Regions from separate parts of the Ovis aries genome. Here region 2 is linked to region 1. A link is a contact called in public Hi-C data. All regions are on one chromosome and are shown on one strand. The core of a region is the stretch at or near the end of the contact, and the rest is flanking DNA. Distances in the headings are between cores, read along the strand shown. Region 1 holds the start of EEF1A1 (eukaryotic translation elongation factor 1 alpha 1). Region 2 overlaps LOC105614110 (a long non-coding RNA gene).

What was found. Hi-C and Micro-C count contacts between places; a contact is called where the count stands out from the background.
Region 2: a contact with region 1 is called in a Hi-C map of hypothalamus, with 5 times the contacts expected there. The contact joins the enhancer-like site here to the promoter of EEF1A1 in region 1. A contact is called at or near these places in 11 of 16 Hi-C or Micro-C datasets (blood, hypothalamus, liver and 6 more).

The regions. Positions count from the first base shown.
Region 1 is chr8:196,312-200,688 of ARS-UI_Ramb_v3.0, reverse strand. EEF1A1 (eukaryotic translation elongation factor 1 alpha 1) reads left to right here and starts at 2,344. Exons shown (of 8, transcript XM_027972283.3): 1 at 2,344-2,376; 2 at 3,310-3,487; 3 at 3,746-3,925; 4 at 4,041-4,337. The coding sequence starts at 3,344.
Region 2 is chr8:255,392-259,768 of ARS-UI_Ramb_v3.0, reverse strand. All of the region lies in intron 2 of LOC105614110 (a long non-coding RNA gene), which reads right to left. Among named protein-coding and RNA genes, the nearest start is that of EEF1A1, 59 kb to the right of the region's middle. Within about 2 kb of position 2,303, at least 34 of the 54 cell types and tissues checked have an H3K27ac peak or open chromatin away from gene starts, as enhancers often do. A contact at or near this core is called in hypothalamus, liver and tail adipose tissue, where this site is marked.

The sequences.
Region 1 (4,377 bases), core at 1,095-3,594:
TCCCTAAATAACCGGTTCTTAAAGTTTCCAAAATGTTGTCAGTCCTGTTAGTATGACCTCCAATAATGTACACACCTAAACCATCTGAGGAGTATGGAAAGAAAGCATGGTAAAGAAGCGTGTAAAATAATAAATCTAATGTGGCAACCTAATCTTAATATGAAATAACACTGTGCTGTTAATATCACTGTTGTACACAAATATGACTGTGGGAATATAGTTCCAAGAGATTAGCCATTAATTAATATTTCCAAGTTAATAAGAGCAGAGGTATTTGCATTGTTCTATTGCTAGTGATTTATTTTCACTTGTACTTCTTACATCTTTCTTATTACAAACATGGACTAGCATATCAAGATGATTTCATTCCACATGTATATGACTGGGTAAGGACACTAGGAAAACGCACTGTGAAAAAAGAGTTTGTGGAAGAAGAAAAGCTAGAAATATAGACATTATAGAAAAGGCTTTTGTTGCTAGAAACAGATGTTACATGTGTTTCTAGAGAAACTTCATATGGCCTACTTTCTTTCATGAAAACTATATCAATGCTAAAACAAGCCTACAGACTCCTAATAAAGAAAGAAAAACTTGATTTTTAGAAATGTGTGGCTGCAAAGAATGTGTACAAAGGCTGTAACAAAAGACTTTCTTTTATAAAGAAAAAAAGGCATTTGGATTCTGAGAAGTGACTGGAAGCTAGGATTGGAAGAACTGTATTATAGAATGAAATTGAAAGTAAACACCATGGAAATTTGCCTATAACTGCTTCCCACTGTTTTATATATGTTTTCCTCTTCTAATTTGATTGTGGGTTCCTCTCCAAAAGGAGGTACTTCTTTTGCACGTGCCACAGTTTCACTTTGCCCTGGACACATAGTAGGTTCTCAAATTGTGTTAACAGATTGGCTGAAAAAGTTGTCCTGATGTGCTATATGTGGAAGAAGAGACAAAATGTGTGTTAGTTACTCTGTCGTGTCCGACTCTTTGCGATCCCATGGACCGCAGCCCACCAGGCTCCTCTGTCCATGAAATTCTCCAGGCAAGAGTACTGGAGTGGGTTGCCATTTTCTTCTCCAAGAAAATGATCTAGTAATTAAGCTCATTAAATATAAAGCTTCTTCTGCAGGAGTGTTTCTGAGAGTCTGCCCTTATTGCTAAACTAAAAAGGTCTCATCCAGTCTCACCTTAGATTTATGCCTAAAATGTAGTTAGAATCAACAGGATGAGGGAAAACAAAGCTATTTACTTAGACGGGATAGGCCATTTTTGGGAAGCAGTGATTTCGCAGCAGTGTCGGAGACTGTAAACTGCGTGGATAAGCTTGCTGATGCTGTAGATCTTAGTCTCTACATGAGATCATGTGGAAAGGCTGAATATGAGAAACTCTTTTTAGGTTTTCCATGCTTGCAATCAATCAAACGACTGTACACTGGAAAATGTACCAGAAGACCAGGCACAGACTCACGATTTCGTTAATGTAATAACACTAGAGTTAGAAGTAAAGCAAACTGCAGGATTTAAGTCTATTCTAAACTGAAAAACTGGACATCTGGAGTACCACATGGCGTGACTGTGTGGTATGAACTTTGAATAAAAGCTATGAATGGCGAAAGCAAAGAGGCCGCCTCTGGAGCATATTCGTCCGGCTGCTCGCCTCCGAACCGAACCAGTCGTGGATTCTCCGGCTCTGTCGGCCTCCGCCCTCGCCCGCCGCCCGGGTCCCCGGGCCTTAGACTTCTCTCCAGTCGGAAGGGGCGCGGAGGGTAGGAGGCGGTGAGACACCAGCCCTGGTACAGCAGGAGGCTCGAGGAGTTGGTCCGGAACCCGCGAAACTGCAAGGCTGGGGACGCGAGATGGACTGCCCTAATATCGGTTAAAGCGCTACCCTAATATCGGTGTCTGCAGTTAAACCGGGAATGGTATAGAGGGAAGCTTCTGGATGTCCCCACCCGGCCGCCTCCTCGCCGCCCCACCCCCCAGCTGTGCAGCGAGTAATTCATACAAAAGGACGACTCGCCTCTGCCCCGGGAAGCCCAGGGACCGTCGATAAACTCCCACTACCCTGGAACCGAGGGAGCGCTCGTCCCCGCCCCCCACCGACCCGCTCTCGTCCTCCTCTGGGTCTAGAGGAGCATGCGCGGGGCGCCCAGCGCTCGTCTGTGGGCTGACCGTACATCGCCTACGGTCCCCGAGACGTTGGGGGAGGGGATGGAGATTGAACTGGTGCCTGGTGGAGGCGGCGCGGGGTAAACTGGGAAAGTGGTGTCGTGTGCTGGCTCCGCCCTTTTCCCCGAGGGTGGGGGAGAACCGTATATAAGTGCCGTAGTCCCCGTGAACGTTCTTTTTCGCAACGGGTTTGCCGCCAGGACACAGGTGAGTGCCGGGTGTGGCTTCTGTGGGCCCGGCCTCCCCCGACGGCCGCGGCCTTCGCGTGCGTGTACTTCCCGCCGCGCCCGTGGGCATCTTCACCATGTTCTTGACCCGAATTTCGGGGTGTGAGCGGGTGGGGGTGGGGTGGGGTGGGGAGAGTTCGAGGCCTTGCGCTTTTCTCGCAGTACCTTCGCCTCGTGTTTGGGTTGAGGCCTGGGCTGTGGCACCGTGGCCGCTGCGTGTGGATCCTGCCGCGCTTTGCCGCCCGGTTCCCCCCACCCCGCCGCCACACACACTATTGAACAACTCCACACAGCCGCGGGTTTTCGGCCGGGGCGGTTCCCCCGAGGCCGGCCGGGGGCTGACAGGATGGGCTTCTCGGCGCTCGTCGGGATCTGGGGTGGGGGGCGGCCGCGAGGCGCGGAGGACTTGGGCCGGCTTCCCCCGCGCACATGCCATCGCGGCCTCGCTGGCCCGAGGCGGGGCGGGAGAGCCGTGGCGGCCGGGCGAGCAGAGCGCCGCCCCACCCGGCACCAGTTGCGTGCGCGGAAAGATGGCCGCTCCCCGGCCCCTCTGCACGGCTTCAAAATGGAGGACGCGGCGGCCCGGGCGGGGAGCGGCCGGTGAGTCACCCGCACAAAGGCCCCGGCCCGGTCCCAGCCTGGCGCCGCTTCTTTGGGACACCCACCCCCGCCCCCCGGGGCCGACCGGGTGCCGTCCTGGCCTCTCGATGCCTCGAGGTTCTAGAGCTACACATGGGGTGGGGGAGGGGAATCTGGACGGTGGAGCTTATGGGTGGAGACTTGAGTTGGGCCAGCTTGGCACTGGTTGTAATGCTCCTTGGAATTTGCCCTTGGAGTTTGGATCGTAGCTTTTTCTTCAGTTTCCAGACAGTGGTTTAAAGTGTTTAACACACCTCCACCCCTTTCCAATTAGGTGTCGTGAAAACCACCGTTAAACCTAAGCCAAAATGGGAAAGGAGAAGACCCACATCAACATCGTTGTCATTGGGCACGTAGATTCAGGGAAGTCTACCACGACTGGCCATCTGATCTACAAATGTGGCGGGATCGACAAGAGAACAATTGAAAAGTTCGAGAAGGAGGCAGCCGAGGTAGGCAAAATTAGAATGAATATTGGCTGAGCAAGTGCATTTGAGTGGCAATTTTCCGAAAACTAGCCACTAGTCTAGACTTACTAGTTAAAAGGTATATTGCAAAGTTTGCTAAGTCAGTTAACTTTTGAAAATAAGGTAAATGCACTTAAGTGTACAGTTGTAAGTGAAATCCAGCATTTTTTCCAAGTTAGGGAAAAGAATTTCGTGTTGGAGTTCATGTTTTAGTTACCAAGTAATTGTGGTTAATCTTTCTAGATGGGAAAGGGCTCCTTCAAATATGCCTGGGTCTTGGACAAACTGAAAGCTGAACGTGAGCGTGGTATTACCATTGATATCTCCCTGTGGAAGTTTGAGACCAGCAAGTACTATGTTACCATCATTGATGCCCCAGGACACAGAGACTTCATCAAAAACATGATTACAGGCACATCCCAGGTTTGTGAGACTAAAAACTACTGAAAATAACTCTGGGTCTGTTTTTACACTGGCAGAGCTGTGGATCCTTTTTAAGAACTTAGTTTAACAGGATGTGATTTGTTTTCTTTCAAAGGCTGACTGTGCTGTCCTGATTGTTGCTGCTGGTGTTGGTGAATTTGAAGCCGGTATCTCCAAGAACGGGCAGACCCGTGAGCATGCCCTTCTGGCTTACACCCTGGGTGTGAAACAACTAATTGTTGGCGTTAACAAAATGGATTCTACTGAGCCACCCTATAGCCAGAAGAGATACGAGGAAATTGTTAAGGAAGTCAGCACCTACATTAAGAAAATTGGCTACAACCCCGACACAGTAGCATTTGTGCCAATTTCTGGCTGGAATGGTGACAACATGCTGGAGCCAAGTGCTAATGTAAGTGATTTTAAAGTTTTTAAGACTTAAGGTCTGTAAT
Region 2 (4,377 bases), core at 1,054-3,553, 59 kb before region 1:
GGCACAATAATAGATAGATGACAGAAAGATAGGGTAGCTCAGATAGTAAAGAATCTGCCTGCAATGCAAGAGACCTGGGTTTGATCCCTGGGTCAGAAAGATCCCCTGGAGAAGGAAATGGCAACCCAATACAGTATTCTTACCTGGAGAATCCCATGGACAAAGGAGCCTGGCGGGCTACAGTCCATGGGGTCCCAAAGAGTCAAACACAACTGAGCGACTAACACTTTCACTTTTCACTTTCAGATAGATACATACACATATATATAAAATATTTCTAGAGTGATACTCAAGAGACTAGAAACAGTAGTTCCTTCTGTAGAAAAAAAAATAGTCTACGGGGTGGGGAGGTGGAAAGGAGATTCACTTTCACCTTTTGAAATGCGATAGTACAACCTGCTGCTGCTGCTGCTGAGTCACTTCAGTCGCGTCCGACTCTGTGCGACCCCATAGACGGCAGCCCACCAGGCTCCCCCGTCCCTGGGATTCTCCAGGCAAGAACACTGGAGTGGGTTGCCATTTCCTTCTCCAAGCAATAGTATAACCTAGTCACATAAAAATATCACTTAAAAAACAAGACACCTGTTACTCAAGCTACTGTGTAATCCCCACCAGGCTTTCCACTGCCTAATGGACATCCCCAGTGAGCTGTCTTCACTTCACCTGAGAAGTTTAAATCCAGCCTAACTCCCCCATCCCTGTTCCCCCAATAACTAACCATTCCCATCACGATCCTCACTCCTGGTAAGTATTTCATCTCCCTGTCATGAGGCTCGGGCTTGAAGTTATTTGTTATTCTTCCTCCTCCCTCATCTCCCACCTCACCCTCAACCCTGTTTATAATTAACCACCTGTATTTTCCATTCCAGTCTTTTTAAGACTCTGGAATTTTTTTTTTTTAAATCTCTTTGGCCATCTCCCAAATAAGAGCTTTGCAGCTTTTGTTTCCACCTGGAATAGACGAGTAATCTCACTGCCTTTAGTCTGAACCTCTTCTGCCTGACTTCCCACCTGTGCTGGGTTATTAGTCCAAGTACATCCCACCTCCCAAACCAGGATGCTCCCACAGGGTGAAACACTCCCACCCCACTTCCCTCTGCCCACCCAACAATTCCTTTACCCAGTACTGCAGACCACAGGGGTCCTAAAGAGCTGGGGAGACTGAACAGCAACATTTTAGCTGCTTAAGGAATACTTGGTAAATAACCAAGTGAATAACATGTTTGTTACATGTATTGATTTTTTTTAACTCATATATTACTTTTTCAATAGACTGTTTTCTTCTCAAAAAATAAACTGAATAAATATAACACTCAATACAGAAAGGATATGCTAACCTCAAAGTAAGTTGTAAGTGGCAGTCATTGGTGAATGGTTTTGAAAGTATTTGAGAATAGCTCAGCCCAATATAGGCAAAGTAATTCTCCCAGCTATACAGCAAGTATTTTCCACACATTCATCAGGTGCTGGGCTTGTTCTTGTACCTGCAACACAGTGTGACAAAAACAAACCCCTTCTCCCAGGAAGTTCACATCCTGATTTATCAAACCTTTTCCTTCAATGGGGTCCAGCCTTGGAAACCTTCTAGAGAGATTGTCACTATCCACCTAACAATCAAATCCAGGGCAAACAAGCATGCCAGCTGACCTCAGGAAGCCGAGTTACGAAGGAAACAGAGGCAACGCTGGAGTCAGCAGTTTGTGTTAACCACTGTAATGTCCTTCCTGCTTCAGCCTTTGTTTCATTTTCAAAAAATCAGAGATGTTTGAATTTAGATCCTATTGCAAAGTAAATTATTTCTCTGAGGGAAGTTTATCACTGTTAAATAAAATTGCCCCAACAGAAAAACAGTGGTCAAGTATTTAAAGTTAAAGGCAGGAAGAGCCCTATAGGAAACGACCTGGTTCCTCTTCCTCTCAGGAAAAGCATGTTACTGCCTCAGATGACTAGATATGAGGTCAACGTCTAATTTCTGTTTAAAAAATAATCTTTGTCATAGAAATGTAAAGTGGATCACAACACCTTTTCAGATGCCTCTTTTAGAGCAACCATAAGAAAAGCCAGTTATAAAAGTTTGTGCTTTAAGAGGGTGACACAGAAAGTAATTTCTTAGAGCGCTGCTATGGCAAGCTTTGAGTACAGGAAGTACTGAAACCAAACGAAATGTAACCCCTTTCCCTGCCACCCTTTTCCGTGTGCCTTGATGGGGAAGAACACTAGTAGTTTTCCGAGTGCCAGCTTACTTTCACTTTATCTTGACGTAGGGGGAGGAGGAAGCTGACGTCCAGCCCTGCCAGTCCTGTGCTTCTCGGTGAGGAACTAGAAAAGTAGTCAAGTGACCGCTTTCCTCTCACAGTCTCCCCGCTGGGATAGGCTGCGCTTGGGACAGGGAATCCTCCTTCTGTCCTAAATGTTGTGTTAAGTCTCTTCCTGTCACGCTGTCTTCAGCAGAAACCACTGAAATATGCTAGCCCTTCGAGGGTCACTGCCTCTAGGGGATCAAGTGCATACTGGCCTCGTGTTGCATTAGAGCCATTGATAGCCCCTCACTTTGAGTATTTCACAATTTCACCTTCACTCCACAGCCTGAAACTTGAGCTTCCCACAGAAGTTTGGCTGAGATTGAAAGTGATCGAGATAGGATATACAGCCTTTTAATGCTCAAGAACTGTTTGTGAAAAGTATTGGGATGCTGTCAGAGGAAATTCCAATTGGTGTATTGTATAAATTACCCATACAATATGTATGATGTGCGTGCATGCTAAGTCACTTCCATCGTGTCTGACTCTGCGACCCTAAGGACTGTAGCCCGCCAGGCTTCTCTGTCCATGGAGATTCTCCAGACAAGAATACTGGAATGGGTTGCCATACCCACTTCAAGGGGATCTTCCCGACCCTGGGATCAAACTGGTGTCTCTTGTGTCTCCTGCATTGATAGGCAGATTCTTTACCACTAGCACCACCTGTGAAGCCCAATATGTGTGATTATGCACTTTTTTTTCCCCCTGCAACAAAGCTACTTTAGGTGTCGGCTGTGCTTTGAGTTGTTCTGTCATTAGTCGCAGGGCATTCACAGAGGTCTCTTTTTGGTCATCAGCTACATCAGCATACGATAGGTGACAGCATGTGTATTTCACTGTCACATAGATTACCTCACTTAGTAGCCACAGATATACCCCCAAGTATGCAGGCAACAAGACTTAGTTAAAGCTGGGATCCAAGATACATGCTCTGTTAATGGAGAGGTCTTTGCAGCTTACAGGAACCCCACCAGCAATCTTGGCTCCCCGTGCCAACTTCAACCAAATAAGCCCACTGACTCAAACTATTACACCGAGTTGGGAATTCTGTATCACTATCTCAGCTCCATGTGTGATATGAAGGGATGTGTAGCTATAGCTACACATTCTATAGCACTATGAATCTTTTTGATGTTTTCTACAAACCTAAGCATGTTGATATGATTCAGTTGCTTCTATGGAAAAAAATAATAATTCATTATTTCTATTCCTGAAATAGAAAACATTTAAAAAGGGGGAGGAACAGAGGAGCCAAGGACACCGACAGTGACTCTGCAACTACCATTCCTGCTATCAGCAAAGATGGGTGATGGTTAGAGCCCGCCGTCCATGTCTGAGAAGCTCAAAGCACTCCTGAGAAAGAGAAACAGAAACTTGAGAAATCAGGCTCCCTGACTTCAGGCTATGCTATTAAGCTAAAGCAGTATGGTATTGGCATAAACATAGACTTATAGATCAATGGAACAGAATAGGAAGCCCCCAAATAAGCCCATACACATATTCTCAATTAATCTACGACAAAGGAGACAAGAATATTGAAGAATATTGAAGTCTCTTCAATAAGTGGTGCTGGGAAAACTAGACAGTTACCTATAAAGAATGAAATTAGAACATTGTCTAACACCATATACAAAAATAAACTCAAAATGGATTAAAGACCTAAATGTAAGACCAAAGACTATAATACTCTTAGAGGAAAACATAGGCAGAAGAGTCTCTGACATAAATCACATCAATATCTTTCTGAACCCACCACCTTTGTTATTCAGTCACCCAGTAGTGTCCGACTCTTTGCGACCCCGTGGTCTACAGCTCACCAGGCATCCCAGTCCCTCACCATCTCCCAGTTTGCCTAAGTTCACCTCCTAGAATAATGAAAATAAAAACAAAAATAAGCAAATGGGACCTAATTAAACTTACAAGCTTTTGCACAGCAAAGGAAACCATGAACAAAATGAAAACACAGTCCTCAGTATGGGAGAATATATTTGCAAATGAAGAAACCAATAGGGGTTTAATCTCCAAAATGTATATTTTGTATAAACAGTGCATGCAGCTCAATGTCAGAAAACAAACA